Regions from separate parts of the Sus scrofa genome. Here region 1 is linked to region 2. Evidence: chromatin contacts called from public Hi-C data. All regions are on one chromosome and are shown on one strand. Each heading gives the region's core, a stretch centred on a gene start, on an enhancer-like site or on the middle of the called end of the contact. The rest is flanking DNA. Distances are from core to core; before and after follow the strand shown. Region 1 holds the start of VAMP2 (vesicle-associated membrane protein 2). Region 2 holds the start of SLC16A11 (monocarboxylate transporter 11).

The links. A called contact is a pair of places that touch in the nucleus more often than the background predicts.
Region 1: a contact with region 2 is called in a Hi-C map of liver, with 2.8 times the contacts expected there. The contact joins the promoter of VAMP2 here to the promoter of SLC16A11 in region 2. A contact is called at or near these places in 1 of 5 promoter capture datasets (liver) and 1 of 47 Hi-C or Micro-C datasets (liver).

The regions. Positions count from the first base shown.
Region 1 is chr12:53,379,909-53,386,314 of Sscrofa11.1, reverse strand. It overlaps VAMP2 (vesicle-associated membrane protein 2), which reads left to right and starts at 4,072. Exons shown (of 5, transcript XM_003358281.5): 1 at 4,072-4,214; 2 at 4,723-4,843; 3 at 5,302-5,460; 4 at 5,541-5,592; 5 at 6,204-6,406. The coding sequence starts at 4,213. The coding sequence ends at 6,220.
Region 2 is chr12:52,440,853-52,447,567 of Sscrofa11.1, reverse strand. SLC16A11 (monocarboxylate transporter 11) reads left to right here and starts at 5,092. Exons shown (of 6, transcript XM_005669186.3): 1 at 5,092-5,276; 2 at 5,539-5,746; 3 at 6,009-6,152; 4 at 6,317-6,715. The coding sequence starts at 5,545. LOC102159513 (a long non-coding RNA gene) reads right to left here and starts at 5,089. Exons shown (of 4, transcript XR_306601.3): 1 at 3,941-5,089; 2 at 2,645-2,747; 3 at 1,861-2,183; 4 at 1-381.

The sequences.
Region 1 (6,406 bases), core at 2,823-5,322, 940 kb before region 2:
ATACTTCAATAAAATCTTTTAAAAAAGAACCTTCATGGAGTTCCCGCTGGGGCTCAGCGGGTTAAGAACCCAACTAGTATCCATGAGGATGTGGGTTTGGCTCACTGGGTTAAGGATCCGATGGTGCCACAAGCTGCAGTGTAGACTGCAGACACAGCTCGGATCTGGCATTGCTGCGGCTGTGGCGTAGGATGGCAGCTGCAGCTCTGATTCCACTCCTGGCCTGGGAACCTCCACATGCCGCAGGAGCGGCCCTAAAAAGAAGAAAGAGAGTGGGGGGGGGAGGAAGGGAGGGAGGAAAGAAGGACGGAAGGCTAGCAAAGAAATCTGGAAGAAACAGATACTACAGAGAAAAAGGGAAAAAAAAAAAAACCTGTGATTGGAAAATTAAAAAAAAAAAAAAAAAGGAAGGGGAAATGCATATAGTCCGTTAGCATTTGTATTCTTTAAAAGAAAAAAAGCAGTATGTACGTTTATGTTTGTCTCTGCAGCAATCATTCCAGAGCATTTCTAAGACTGGAAACAGCAGATGTGTGGGGCAGCGGCCTTGGGTGGCTCAGAGCACGGGTTTGTTGTTCACCCTTTTATGCGTAGATATGTGTACATACACACACACACATATATATACGTATATATATATATTTTTTTGCTTTTTATCCAAGCCACACCTGTGACCTACCCCACAGCTCACAGCAACGCTGGGTCACCGACCCACTGAGTGAGGCCAGGGATGGAACCCTCATCCTCACGGATACTAGTCGGATTCGTTTCTGCTGTGCTCAACAGGAACTCCCTCTCTTACATTTTGTTTCCTATTACCTAGTTTAAAATATAACCATGAATTTAAAAAACATATAATCATTGTTTTCAGGAGTTCCTGTGGTGGCACAGCGGAAATTAATCCGACTGGGAACCATGAGGTTGCGGGTTCCATCCCTGGCTCACTCAGTGGGTTAAGGATCTGGCGTTGCTGTGGCTGTGGTGTAGGCCGGCAGCAACTGCTCCGATTAGACCCCTATCTTGGGAACCTCCATATGACTTGGGTGTTGCCCTAAAAAGACAAAAAAAAAAAAGGGAACTGGAGGCAGGTGGCATCCAAGTAGGGCACCTTGCGCTCAGCAGGTTCCTGGCAGTTTCCCTTCTCTCCAGGATCCCAGGGCTTGGCAGGCAGCCCCCAAGCCTTCCAGATTGGAGGGCAGAGCCAGAGGTCACGGGGTAGGGTAGATGACTACAAGGGTGGCGGGGTCAGCCCCTCGGGCCGCATTCCAGGCAGCATTCCCAGGGGGCCACTTCTCCTCATTAGAAGGCCTTTTCTTTACCTTGCTGTGTTGAGGGACACACAAGGTCTCTGAAATTAATTATTAGTTGGGTCAGTTTTGACCCATGTGGATGGAGCAGCTTCATGAGTCACCGTGGCAATGACCCAGCCCCCTTCCACCCCAACCTACAGTCAGTTGTTAGAAGAGGAAAAAACAATAAAGGAAAACTATTAAACTTCATGAAAGGTTTCCTCCATGTCATCTACAGCAGAATTCCTGGAGGTCCTCATTAGAAGTGAACTTGGACTTCCTCCCACATCTTTGGAAGGAGCCTTGACAGTGGCGCCCAGAGAACTGGCTGCCAACCCTTGACGAGGGCTTGAATCGGAGCTGCAGCTGCCGGCCGACACTGCAGCCATAGCAACATGGGATCCGAGCCACGTCTGGGCTCCACGTGGCGGCTCACGGCAATGCCAGATCCTTAACCCACCAAATGAAGCCAGGAATCAACCCAAGTCCTCATGGATGCTAGTCGGATTCGTTTCTGCTGCACCACGTCGGGAACTCTGCAGATGCATTCTCTTTCTTTAGTTCCGTTTACCTCTGTTTTGGGTCTCCACTCTATCTGCCTGCAGAAAACATTCTCTTAGTCATTTCCAGGTGAACTGGGTCTCCCCATCCCTCCTCTTCTCCTGCCTCCAGCACTCATCAAAATTTGGGGAGTTCCTTAGCACACCAGCAAAGGTGGGGTGGGTGGAGAGGGCTGCTCAATGAGAGTCCTGTCTTCAAGATAAATCCTCCTGAGACTCCGCCTCCATGGATCATACACAGCCTCACCCAGGGTGGGCACTGAACCCATGCCACAGCAGCGACCCAAGGATCCTTAACCCACTGTGCCACAAGAGAACTCCATGCTCCCATCTCGATTCTGCTGCTGCCGCCCCCAGACTCTGAGGGCAACAGCAATGTGCCAGCTTTCCAAGCCACACCCCATGGCCTTAGCTCCTCCAATTTATCCCAGGTTCTGTCCCTTGCACGTCCCCTGGACTTGACCATCCAGGAATGGGGATCACTCCTAACCCCCTGTCTAACATCTTGTTTGGTCCTCCACTGGTTGCCCCCTGCCAGCTTAGGGTGTTGGGACAGGGTGGCGGTGGGAAGTCCAGCCTCTTTGTATCTCCTTCCAACCTTAATCTGTCTTAGACACAGACACCACAGCTTTTGAACTTAAAAGCCTGGAATCTGGCATTTTTGTTCTCTAGCTAGAAAGCAGAGTAGTCTCAGGGCCAAAAAGCAAGAGCTAGCCCCCTGCAGCGTCATCTAGGACCCTCAGGGAAGCTGTTCTTTTCTTCCTTTTCACATTGACTGAGCCACCCAGACACTGTGTGTGTGTGTGTGTGTGTGTGTGTGTGTGTGTGAGTGCATGGGACCAGGGCAGTGGCAGCGCCCAGGAGGGGGAGAAGCTGAGAGCATCGCATCTTAGATCTGCTGAGTCCCCGCACCCCGCACACACTCCCTGTTCACTCACCTCCCCCACACAGCTGGGAAATGACACCTCTGGTGACAGAGCCTGGCCCAGGCTTCTGCTGGGAGGGGGTGGGGTGCTGCATGGGGGAGGTTGTCACACCCGGAGGCCCTGGGAGGCCTGGGTGGGGGAGGGAGGAAGCCAGCTCCTGTTTGTCTCAGAGACCAAGGCCACCAGCCCCCTCTGCCCACTTCCAGGGTTGCAGTGAGCACCCTCGCTCCAGGGCCACTAGCCACCCCCCCCCCAAGGTACCACCTTCTTTACTCTTTAGGCTGATCTGACCTACCCCACAGGACAGGCAGCTCACCTGTTCTCAGCCTGTCCTCTCTGAGGGGACCAGTCCTGCTGAGAATGAGCAGAGGGGGTGTGTGAACTGCTGGGTCTGTTTGGAGGATCTAAACAGAGACAAGTCAGGGATGGAAGGGGCCGGGGATAATCTCCTACCATGTCCCGGATCAAGCCATTTAACAAATACCCCTGTAGTGTCTAGTATGTAATCTATTTGGGGTCCAGAGACAGGCAAAGGGCTATCCAAGGTCACTCCCAGGAGGCAGGGACTGCCTTTGCCTCCTTACTGTCCTGCCCCCCCAGGGAAAAAACAAAACGTAAAAGCTAAAGTTCTGTCCTTTCGCCTGGGGTCAGAGGCTGAGCCCTCCCGCTGCAGGGTAGCTGATCCAACTCTGGGTCAGAGCCAGGTTTGGGCCAGTCTGCAGGCGCACCTGAAGCAGCGCCACGGGGCAGCCTCTTGCCTTCCTCCTAGGCCCCTAAGCTTGCCTCTTGTCGGTCAGGCCCAGGCTGCCAAGGACCCCTGGTCTGAACCCCAGCTGTGAGGAGAGAGTTCCTTGTCCCAGACCTCCTTTGAGATCTCCACCTGCGGGCAAGCTTTGGGGACCAGCTGCCACCACTCCACCTCAGCCGCGGGGTCTCGCCTGTCTGCATCGCCCCGGAACCTGCACGTGACCCTTCTGATTTCCCATCTCCCGCCCGTATCTGAAATGCCGAAGACCGGTCAACAGGCGTTGGGACCGTGGGGGCGGGCTGAGACCTGGGTCGGGGTGGGGTGCGGACGGGTCTCACGGAGGAGGTGTTTGGGGCCGAGGGGTGCCATCAGGGCCGGGCCATGGGTGTGGGTAGGCCGCGGCCCCCAGGCTCGGGCCGTGGAGGGAGAGGCCGGGGGCCCCGCCTCGCGGGCCCCGCCGCGGGCGGGCTGCGCTCCCCGCGCCCCGCCCCCACGCCCCGCCCCCGCGGCCCGGCTGCCGCCGAGTGGCCCGCGGCGCCCCGCCCCCGCCCGCAGTGCCCGGATGTGGGTGACGTGCGGCCGCCATCTTCCCGTCCCGGGCAGCCAGCGCCAGTCGGAGCCAGCGCGAGCCGCCGCCGCCGCCACCGCCACCCCTGCTGCTGCCAAGTCCTCCGCCCGCTGCCCCCGCCATGTGAGTCGGCCGCCTGCGCCCGCCCCGGCTGCCCGCGCCGGCCGCCGCCCCTGCGTCCGAGCCTGGGAAGGGCTCGGGGTCCAGCCCGCGCCCCCCGCGCGCCCGGAGGCCAGGCCGGCGCCCGTGACGGCGCGCGGGCAGCCGGAGAGCCCCGGGTCCCCGGCCGGCCGCGCGGGCGCTGGCGCCGGAGGGAGCAGACGCAGGGTCCGCCCGCCCCGCCCCTGTCATCGCTGCCGCCTTTCATTGCGGGTCCCCCCGACCGTGGCTGTGAGGTCGCCCTCATTTGACAGGCGGGGAAACTGAGGCCCGGAGGGGGGAGGGGGCCTCCCTCAAGGTCACGCGGCCGCTTGCCCGCGGGGCCGGGCGAAGGCCATGGCTCCCTTCGGGTGGCTCTCCTCCCGAGAAGGAGGAAGGGGGGCACGGATGGATGGACAGACGGATGGGCGGAGCCCTCGCTGCGGGGCCGAGGGCTCCAGGGCCTGGATCTTAATCCGTCGGTGCCCCTCAGGTCGGCAACCGCTGCGACCGCACCCCCCGCCGCCCCAGCTGGGGAGGGAGGCCCCCCCGCGCCCCCTCCAAACCTCACCAGTAACAGGAGACTGCAGCAGACCCAGGCCCAGGTGGATGAGGTGAGTTGTGGGGGGGGCAGAGGCAGTGGGAACGACCCTGAGGATGGCAAAGCGGTCTGGGGGTCCATCGTGGGTTGAGGGTGATGGCAGTTCACGTTTTCGCGTTCGGAGACAAAAACATACCAAGCCGCGTTCCTGACGTCGTGTAATTGGGAGGGCCGTGGGGTGTTAGCCTTGCTGGCCTGCGCCGTTTCACCCTGGGCGGGTGTGCTCTCGTGACCCGCAGGCTGCTTGAGGCTCGGTAAATAGAGGGTGCTGCTGTGATATGAGATGTCTGGCCACCAGCATGCCTCTGACGTGTGCTCCTTGCATGTCCCCAGGTGTGCTGGGCATGCTCCGCATATGTTGTTGCATGTCAGCCAGACAGCCCTAGGGTGCATGTCTCGTACGTGGGCTCCTGGCTGAGGAGAGCCCTTTGAGATGGGTCTCCCCCCCCCATCCCCGCGCCCTTCCCGCAGGTGGTGGACATTATGAGGGTGAACGTGGACAAGGTCCTGGAGCGGGACCAGAAGCTGTCGGAACTGGACGACCGCGCCGACGCACTCCAGGCGGGGGCCTCCCAGTTTGAAACAAGTGCAGCCAAGCTCAAGCGCAAATATTGGTGGAAAAACCTCAAGGTAAGGGTGGAGGCCGGAGGAGTGGTGGGTGGCCGGGAGTGTCCCCGCCTGTCTCCCTGACCGGCCCTTCTCGCCCCCAGATGATGATCATCTTGGGAGTGATTTGCGCCATCATCCTCATCATCATCATTGGTGAGTCGGGCGGGAGTGGCCGGGCCCCTTTGTTGGAGAGGTTTCCCCCCTGACGTCTGGGTTTTGAAGGTCATTAACCTCGTTTTTACTATTCAGCAAAGAGCACACAGAGCTGCCAATAGCAGTTCTGATTCATCTAGCACCCCAAACCTCAATGTTGTTGAGCTTGTACTTTGCCTGGTTCTGGGCAATTTCTGGTAAGATTTTTGGAAACCGGAAAGCCGGTGGAGATCTCCACTGCTCCCTTGAGGACCCTTTGGGTTTGTCCAGTATGGGAACCCTGGAATTGGGGTGTGGGGGAGCAGCGAAGACTCAGGGGCTTGAGAAATGGCTAGGAAGCCAACCACCCTATTGGTTGAGAGCTGTGGTCTCAGAGGCTCCGAGGATTCGGGGTCTGTGGCCCCAAAGCCATACCGTGACGTTGAGGAGACCTTGAAGCTGACCTGTGCAGCTTCCTTGCTTTACAGATGGAGGATCTGAGACCAGGAGGGGAAGGGACGGTCAGCCAGCTGGGAGGTGGGGAAGGTGGGAGCAGGGCCGGGCCTGACACGCTGCTTTCTCTCTTTCTCTTTCTTTCTCCCCTCTTCTTCCTTCTCTTTCCCTCTCTGCAGTTTACTTCAGCTCTTAAACCCCTGAGGAGCCTGCCCTGCCCAGAGAAGGGCCTCTCCCCCCCATCCCCAGCCGCTCCTCCACCTCTCAGCCATATCTTCCAGCCCCCTCCTCCCCCGGGATCCGCGTGTGTGTGTCGTGTGTGTGCCCCCTTGTAAATAGCCAGCTGTTATTTATACATATATAATATTATATATATTTGGTC
Region 2 (6,715 bases), core at 3,843-6,342:
TGGCAACAGCAGCTGTGAGCACTCCCCACTGGAAGTCTCTCTAATCCCCTTGATAATTTTTTTTCCTATACATATTTTCAAACTCTCTTTGGCTTATTTAAACATATTAGATATATTTATTTCATATGTTTCCAATAATTCCAAGGTCTAAACATAAACTGGCTCACCGTTGGCTCTTTCTGCTGACTCACCCCTGGGGCTCTGTTTCTTTTGTGTCCTCTTTTGTGACTTTCTTTTGTATTATTCTTGTTTTACCTTATATCCTCTTAGTTTTGAAACTTTGTCTCTCAAGATTCTTTCAGGTCTGGTCCAGTGGTATATTCCCCCAGAGGGGATGTGTCTTTGCTTCTGCCAGGTGCCTGAGGTCCTTCTAAGCTGAGACTATGTTTAAAAAAAAAAAAAAAAATTATGTTAGATTGGAGTGTAGTTGATTGACAGTGTTTGTTGTGCAACAAAGTGGTTCATTTACATATACATTTGACTGAGCAGAGTTCCCTGCATGATGGCTTTAAATAAATCACTCAGCAGGATATTTCCTGAAATTCAAATGACATGTGTATTTGTGGGCTGATCCTGCTTGCGGGCAGGCTTGGTTATTATCGTTTATGGGACTCTTCCTTCATTCTCTAGGAGAGCAGCTTTCTTCTTGTCTTTTTTGGGGGTCCTTCCTGAGGCCGCCTTTAGATCTCTCCCCTCTACCTCGTGTGGGCCCAAGCCACTCATAGGGGTGTTTGCTTTGAAACTCCATATTACTGCATTCAGCTTTGAGGCCTGTATCTGATTTTCTTTATTTTATTTTATTGCTTTTTAGGGCCACACCTGCAGCATATGGAGATTCCCCAGGCGGGGGGTCGAATTGGAGCTATAGCCACCAGCCTACACCACAGCCACAGCCATGCCAGATCTGAGCCGTGTCTGTGACCGACACCGCAGCTCACGGCAGCGCTGGATCCTTAACCCACTGAGCGAGTCCAGGGATCGAACCTGCATCCTCATGGATACTAGTCGGATTTGTTACCGCTGAGCCACAATGGGAGCTCCTATCCTTGCTTTTTAAAGAATCATTTGCTCTTTAGGGCTTTTCTGAGAAATAGCCTTTATTAAATTTAAGATGTTTCCTTATATTTCTAGTTAGAGTTTTTAAAAAATAGAAAATGGTAGCATTCCCTGGTGACCTAGTAGTTAAGGATTTGGCGTTGTCACTTCTGTGGCACAGGTCACTGCTCTGGCTCGTTTGATCCCTGGCACAGGTGTGCTGCAGGCTCAGCCAAAAAAAAAAAAAAAAGAAAAGAAAGAAAATGGCTCCTGAAGCACATCCAGTATCTTCCTAGAATATATTTGTGTGAGGCTACATCCAGCTTGTAACCATGCTGTGCCTTATCATGCTTCACTCATTCACCCCTTCAGGGGGCTGAAGCTCAAGATCCAGAGAGAGCGAGAGCTCTAAAGATACTCAGGCTGATTCAAAAGATAAAGGCCCTTGTGTTCCTGGCTAAGGAGTCTTGAGTTTGTCCCGAGGGCAGTGGGGAGCCTTGGTGGGTAGATCAGATTTGAATTTTAAAAGAAACCGCTCTGTTGCAGTGAAGAGAATGAATCGCTGGCGGGCTGGTGGCGGGGGGGGGGGGGGGGGGGGGGGGGGGGGGGGGGGACACCAGTTAGGATGTGGGTACCATCATCCAGGCTCAGGGAGGAGAGACAGGCTTTTCTCTCCTGCTGCCCTCTCGCTGTCCTTCCCACGGAGCAGAGGGAGCAGAGGCGAGTCTTCCTGCTCCTGTGTGGATGGGTGGAGGGAGGACGAGCTTCTGGCAACCATCAGAGGGAACAAATGATATTAATAATACCAAACAAAGAAATCCTCACCAGAGTCCCAGGAACAGTCTGCTCCCGAGGAATCTCTGGTTTTCCAGTCGCCCCCAGGTGTCTTCAGATGCCAGCAGGGGGGTCGGGGACGGTCCAGCCAGCCCACTGCGGTTCCTGTGCAACGTAGCTGCGGGGCAGCGGCAGGAGTTTCTAGGCCCAGTGGCTGCAAAAGGACTGCTTCATTCACTTCTGTCTCCAAATCCAAGTCCAGGGTCTTGCTCCTGATCACCTTAACCTTGGTGGCGTGTGCTCATTCTCCCTGGAAGGGGCACCAGCCACAGCTGTGGTGGAGGTCGCAGCAGGGAGTCAGATATTTTCTGTCACTGTAAGGATGTAAATTAGACATCATGAGGATCTGACACGGGTAAGGCAGAGTTTGGGGGCCCTATTCTCTTTCCCCAAGGGGGAACTCTCTGTGTAGACACTGCCAGCTGTGGGATGGGGACGGACCGAGCCCTGGGAACCTGAAGAGTCATTGGAAGAGTCTGTGAACTAAAGAGCCTGTGCGTGGCCGCTGCTGTGACATCTAGTGTCCAGCGGTAACAGCAGTGGCCTTGGCCCCCCATCAGGCTTAGGGCAGTCTGTGTTATTGCCAAATCTAGTTCTGTAGTCTTAGTAATTCTGAGCACTACCCAGTATCCTGTAACCAATCATTTCTCTCCTTAAATAAGACAGAGTTGGTGTCCACAGCTTACAACTGAGAACTTTGATACACGTGTTGGCCAAAGCCCCAGAAGAAGAAAATGCCAGAATAAGACATATTTGCATATTTAAACACACAGACCAGGCTCAAAGACTTTAGCTGGGTGCTTCCTCCACCATCCGGGTCCCCTGACGTGGAAGCTGGGGTGTCGGGAGAAGTCCGAAAGCCAGAGGTGGGTGGGGCCCTAAAAAGTCCAAAAAAAAAAAAAAAAAAAAGCCAATGATTATGAAACAGGATGCAAAATGCCACAGTTTCTTTCCCTTTTTTTTGGCCACACCCATGGCATGCAGAAGTTCCCTGGCCAGGGATGGAACCTGCACCACAGCAGTGACAACACCAGATCCTTAACCTGCTGAGCCACAAGGGAACTCCTCCATATGAATTTTCAATGTAAAACAAGATATTTCAAAGAAATTTCACTGCCATAAAAGGTCTACACTGCAGGAGTTCCCATCGTGGCGCAGTGGTTAACAAATCTGACTAGGAACCGTGAGGTTGAGGGTTCGATCCCTGGCCTTGTGCAGTGGGTTAAGGATCTGGTGTTGCCGTGAGCCGTGGTGTAGGTCACAGACATGGCTCGGATCCCATGTTGCTGTGGCTCTGGTGTAGCCTGGCGGCTACAGCTCTGGTTCAACCCCTAGCCTGGGAACCTCCATATTGCCGCCGGAGCGGCCCAAGAAATGGCAAAAAAAAAAAAAAAAAAAAAAGATGGGTTTCAAACCCGGGAAGTCTAGCTTGGGAATTGATCCTCCCAACCTCACTGCTGTATTAGCTCCCTGAGCAAAGGATGTGTACAGTGATGGTGATTTTGGCTAAGCCTACAGGGAACATGAAGATGCATGTGCCCTCCTGTAACCAATACAGCTTGGTGCCAGGCTCTGAGATGATGCCAGGCTCTGGGTTCATAAGTGTCTGGGAGAGGTGCTCAGGATCACTGTGTGTGACTCCCAGATCCCAAGGGCTCAGTGTCCTCTTTGACTGCCCTGCTCTTCTATTTCACCCCCGAGAGGGAGGGATTTGTTTCAGCTGACTTCATTCAGATTGGGGCGGAGAGCTTGCCTGACATCCCAGGAAGTGGGCTCCCTGCCTTCCTGGTGGCTGAGGACCTGCTGGCCCCGCCTCCCAGGTGTCTTTCGCAAGAGTACCCCAGGCTAGGTAAACCCTTGAGACCACTCTTCCACGGTCCATGTGGCAGGAATCCAGTACCCCGTCCAGGTCATTTCAAGCAGTGGGGCATGATATATACAAAACTTGAGGAGAAAAAGTTATGCCTGCTCACAGAGCAGGGTGAGAAGCTAATGGCTGATTGTGGAAGGGTGAGGGGGGGGGGCGCGGGGATGGAAAGATAGCCTGGGTTGCCTTTGTGAACGGCCTTACACTCAAAGTAGAGGATTGTGGGCTTTTCCCTCCTTTAGCCATTGGAGAGCCAGCAAAGGTCATGTTGTCTTGTTAGGCTCATAGTTTTCACTGATCCAGAAGCTGTGTTTCTTTTATTTGCAGGAACTTTTTCAACAATTAGGAAACACTGCCACCATGTGGCTGCCAGGTGATGCATGCTCCAAACTGTAAGCCACAAATTTTCGGATATTAATAATTACACCAAAAAATACATCTCTTGATTCAAATAGCTGGAGTAAATCACTGGTAACCCCAATTCTAATGTAAAAAGAGTACTTTCAAAAAATCTTTTCAAGAAATCCGTCACGGGGTACAATTCTCTGATTTCTTACTTCGTTTTTAAAATTCTAATCTAAATCCTCATTGATTCTTAGGATCCTTTCTATTCCCAGTAACCCCTATCTCAGAATCACAAACTCACGGGCCTGGAAAGGCTCTACCATTCCCAGGTCAGCTTGGCATCAAACTGTCTCCAGGCCATTTCCCTCCGCGGTGGCAGATTCTACTTCAGTCCCCCGTCTGTTCTCCTTGTATGGTTCCTAGTTGGACAGACCCAAACTCAAATATTTCCACCATTTTTTTTTTTTAAGCTGGGTGATTTGGGGCAAGTGACCTAAGCTGCCTAAGCTTCAACTCGTTCATCTGTAAAATGGGGAGAAGCCTTTTCACAGGGTGACTGTAAAGATGAAAGATGGCATGTCCCTAACACATCACAAGGAAGTCCCTTTCTTTCCCCTCCGTCCTTGAGTGCATATATTGTTGAGGCCGCAGCACGCACTCGGTGGAGGTCTGTGATCTGAGGTTTACCTGGGTCTTCAGCACCGTCCCCAGGGAACGAAAATACTGGTCCCTTCATGCTTTGGGAGGATCACCGGTTTCCTTGCGTTGCCTACCGACCTTGGGCTGGCGATTGATCCATGGGTCTCCGGTGAGCGCAGCCGGCGACAGGTGCGTGAGCGTGGGCGGGGCTGGGGAGGCTTTCATTCCTCGCCCCACCCTTCCCCAGGGCTGGGGGGGGGCGGTGTAGGAGGATAATTCAATCCCCGTGGGACTAGGTGTCTGGCCTCACCCGTGGCTCCGCGGATTGGCTGTCTCCGCTCGCCCCCGCCCTCCGTACCCTCCCCAACCCCCCCCCCACGCCCCAGGTGGCCCAGGCCCCCAGTGGCAATCCCTGTTTACCCGGAGAGCCTGTGCAAGTTGGGCTCCATCTCGGCATTCTCTCCCCTCTGGGGCCCCGCCCGCCCGGAAAGCGGGGAGAAAACCGGGCCGAGCCATTCCTCGCCCTTCCCCTCCCCGCACCGCCGGGAGAGGTCGGGTAAGGGGGACCCATGTGTGTGTGGGGGGGGGAGTCTCAGGCCTGGGGGGGGGCGGTCCGGCTGTCACCCTGTACTCGCGCGGACCCGGGAGTTCTATCCCTAGGCCTAGCTCCCTCTCCTCCGCCCCGGTCCTGTTGTGCTCAGGGTGACGTGCCCACCCTGGGCAAACAGCCAGAGGCTGGACCTCAGGGATGCCCAGGTCCCTAGAGGAAGCACAGACGTGGAGGCTTGCCTCACAGGTATCTCCCCTCCTTCCCCCAGGCGGCGATGACCCCCAAGCCAGCCGGACCCCCGGACGGGGGCTGGGGCTGGGTGGTGGCGGCCGCAGCCTTCGTGGTGAATGGGCTCTCCTACGGGCTGTTACGCTCCCTGGGCCTCGCCCTCCCTGACCTCGCGGAGCATTTTGACCGAAGCGCTCAGGACACTGCGTGGGTCAGCGCCCTGGCCTTGGCGGTGCAGCAGGCAGCCAGTGAGGGGGGGGGGGCCCGAGGAGGGAGGCGGGAACTGGGGTGGGCGGGCCATGAGGGCAGTGGTGGGGGGCTCACCTGATGGATTACCAGACAATCTATTGGTGGAACTAAGTTCTAGAAGAAGAGTGGGTCTAGAGGGCAAGAGAAGGGGCTGCTAGACAGCGGGGGGGCGTTTAAGCCATGCAAACAGCCAATGAGAAGTGTTGGAGCGACTTTGGAGGCTCCGGGAGCGTGTCTTCCGTTGACCCCGCCCCCTTCTAGGCCCAGTGGGCAGCGCCCTGAGCACCCGCTGGGGGGCGCGCCCGGTTGTGATGGTTGGAGGCGTCCTCACCTCGCTCGGCTTCGTTTTCTCGGCTTTCGCCCGCAGTCTGCTGCACCTCTATCTTGGCCTGGGCGTCCTTGCTGGTGAGGGGGGAGGGACACCCGGGTTCTTAAGGGGTGATGGTGCAGAGCCCAGCTCGTTGGGGGCCAGAGGCCAAGGGGGCGGGGCCTCCTGCAACCAGCGGGGCCGGGACGGCGGGGGCGGGCGCTCCCGCTTCCTGCCCTCACCTGGTCCTATCCATTCGCAGGCGCCGGCTGGGCCCTGGTGTTCGCCCCTGCCCTTGGGACCCTCTCACGTTACTTCTCCCGCCGTCGAGTCTTGGCCGTGGGGCTGGCCCTCACGGGCAACGGGGCCTCCTCGCTGCTCCTGGCGCCCGCCTTGCAGCTCCTCCTGGATCATTTCGGCTGGCGGGGCGCCCTGCTCCTCCTCGGCGCCGTTACCCTCCACCTCACCCCCTGCGGCGCCCTGCTGCGACCCCTGGAGCTCCCAGGCGACCCCCCGACCCCACCCCGAAGCCCTCTGGCAGCCCTCGGCCTAGATCTCTTCACACGCCGGGTCTTCTTGGTTTTTGCTCTAGGCACGGCCTTGGTGGCGGGCGGGTACTTCATCCCCTACGTGCACTTGGCCCCTCACGCTTTAGATCGGG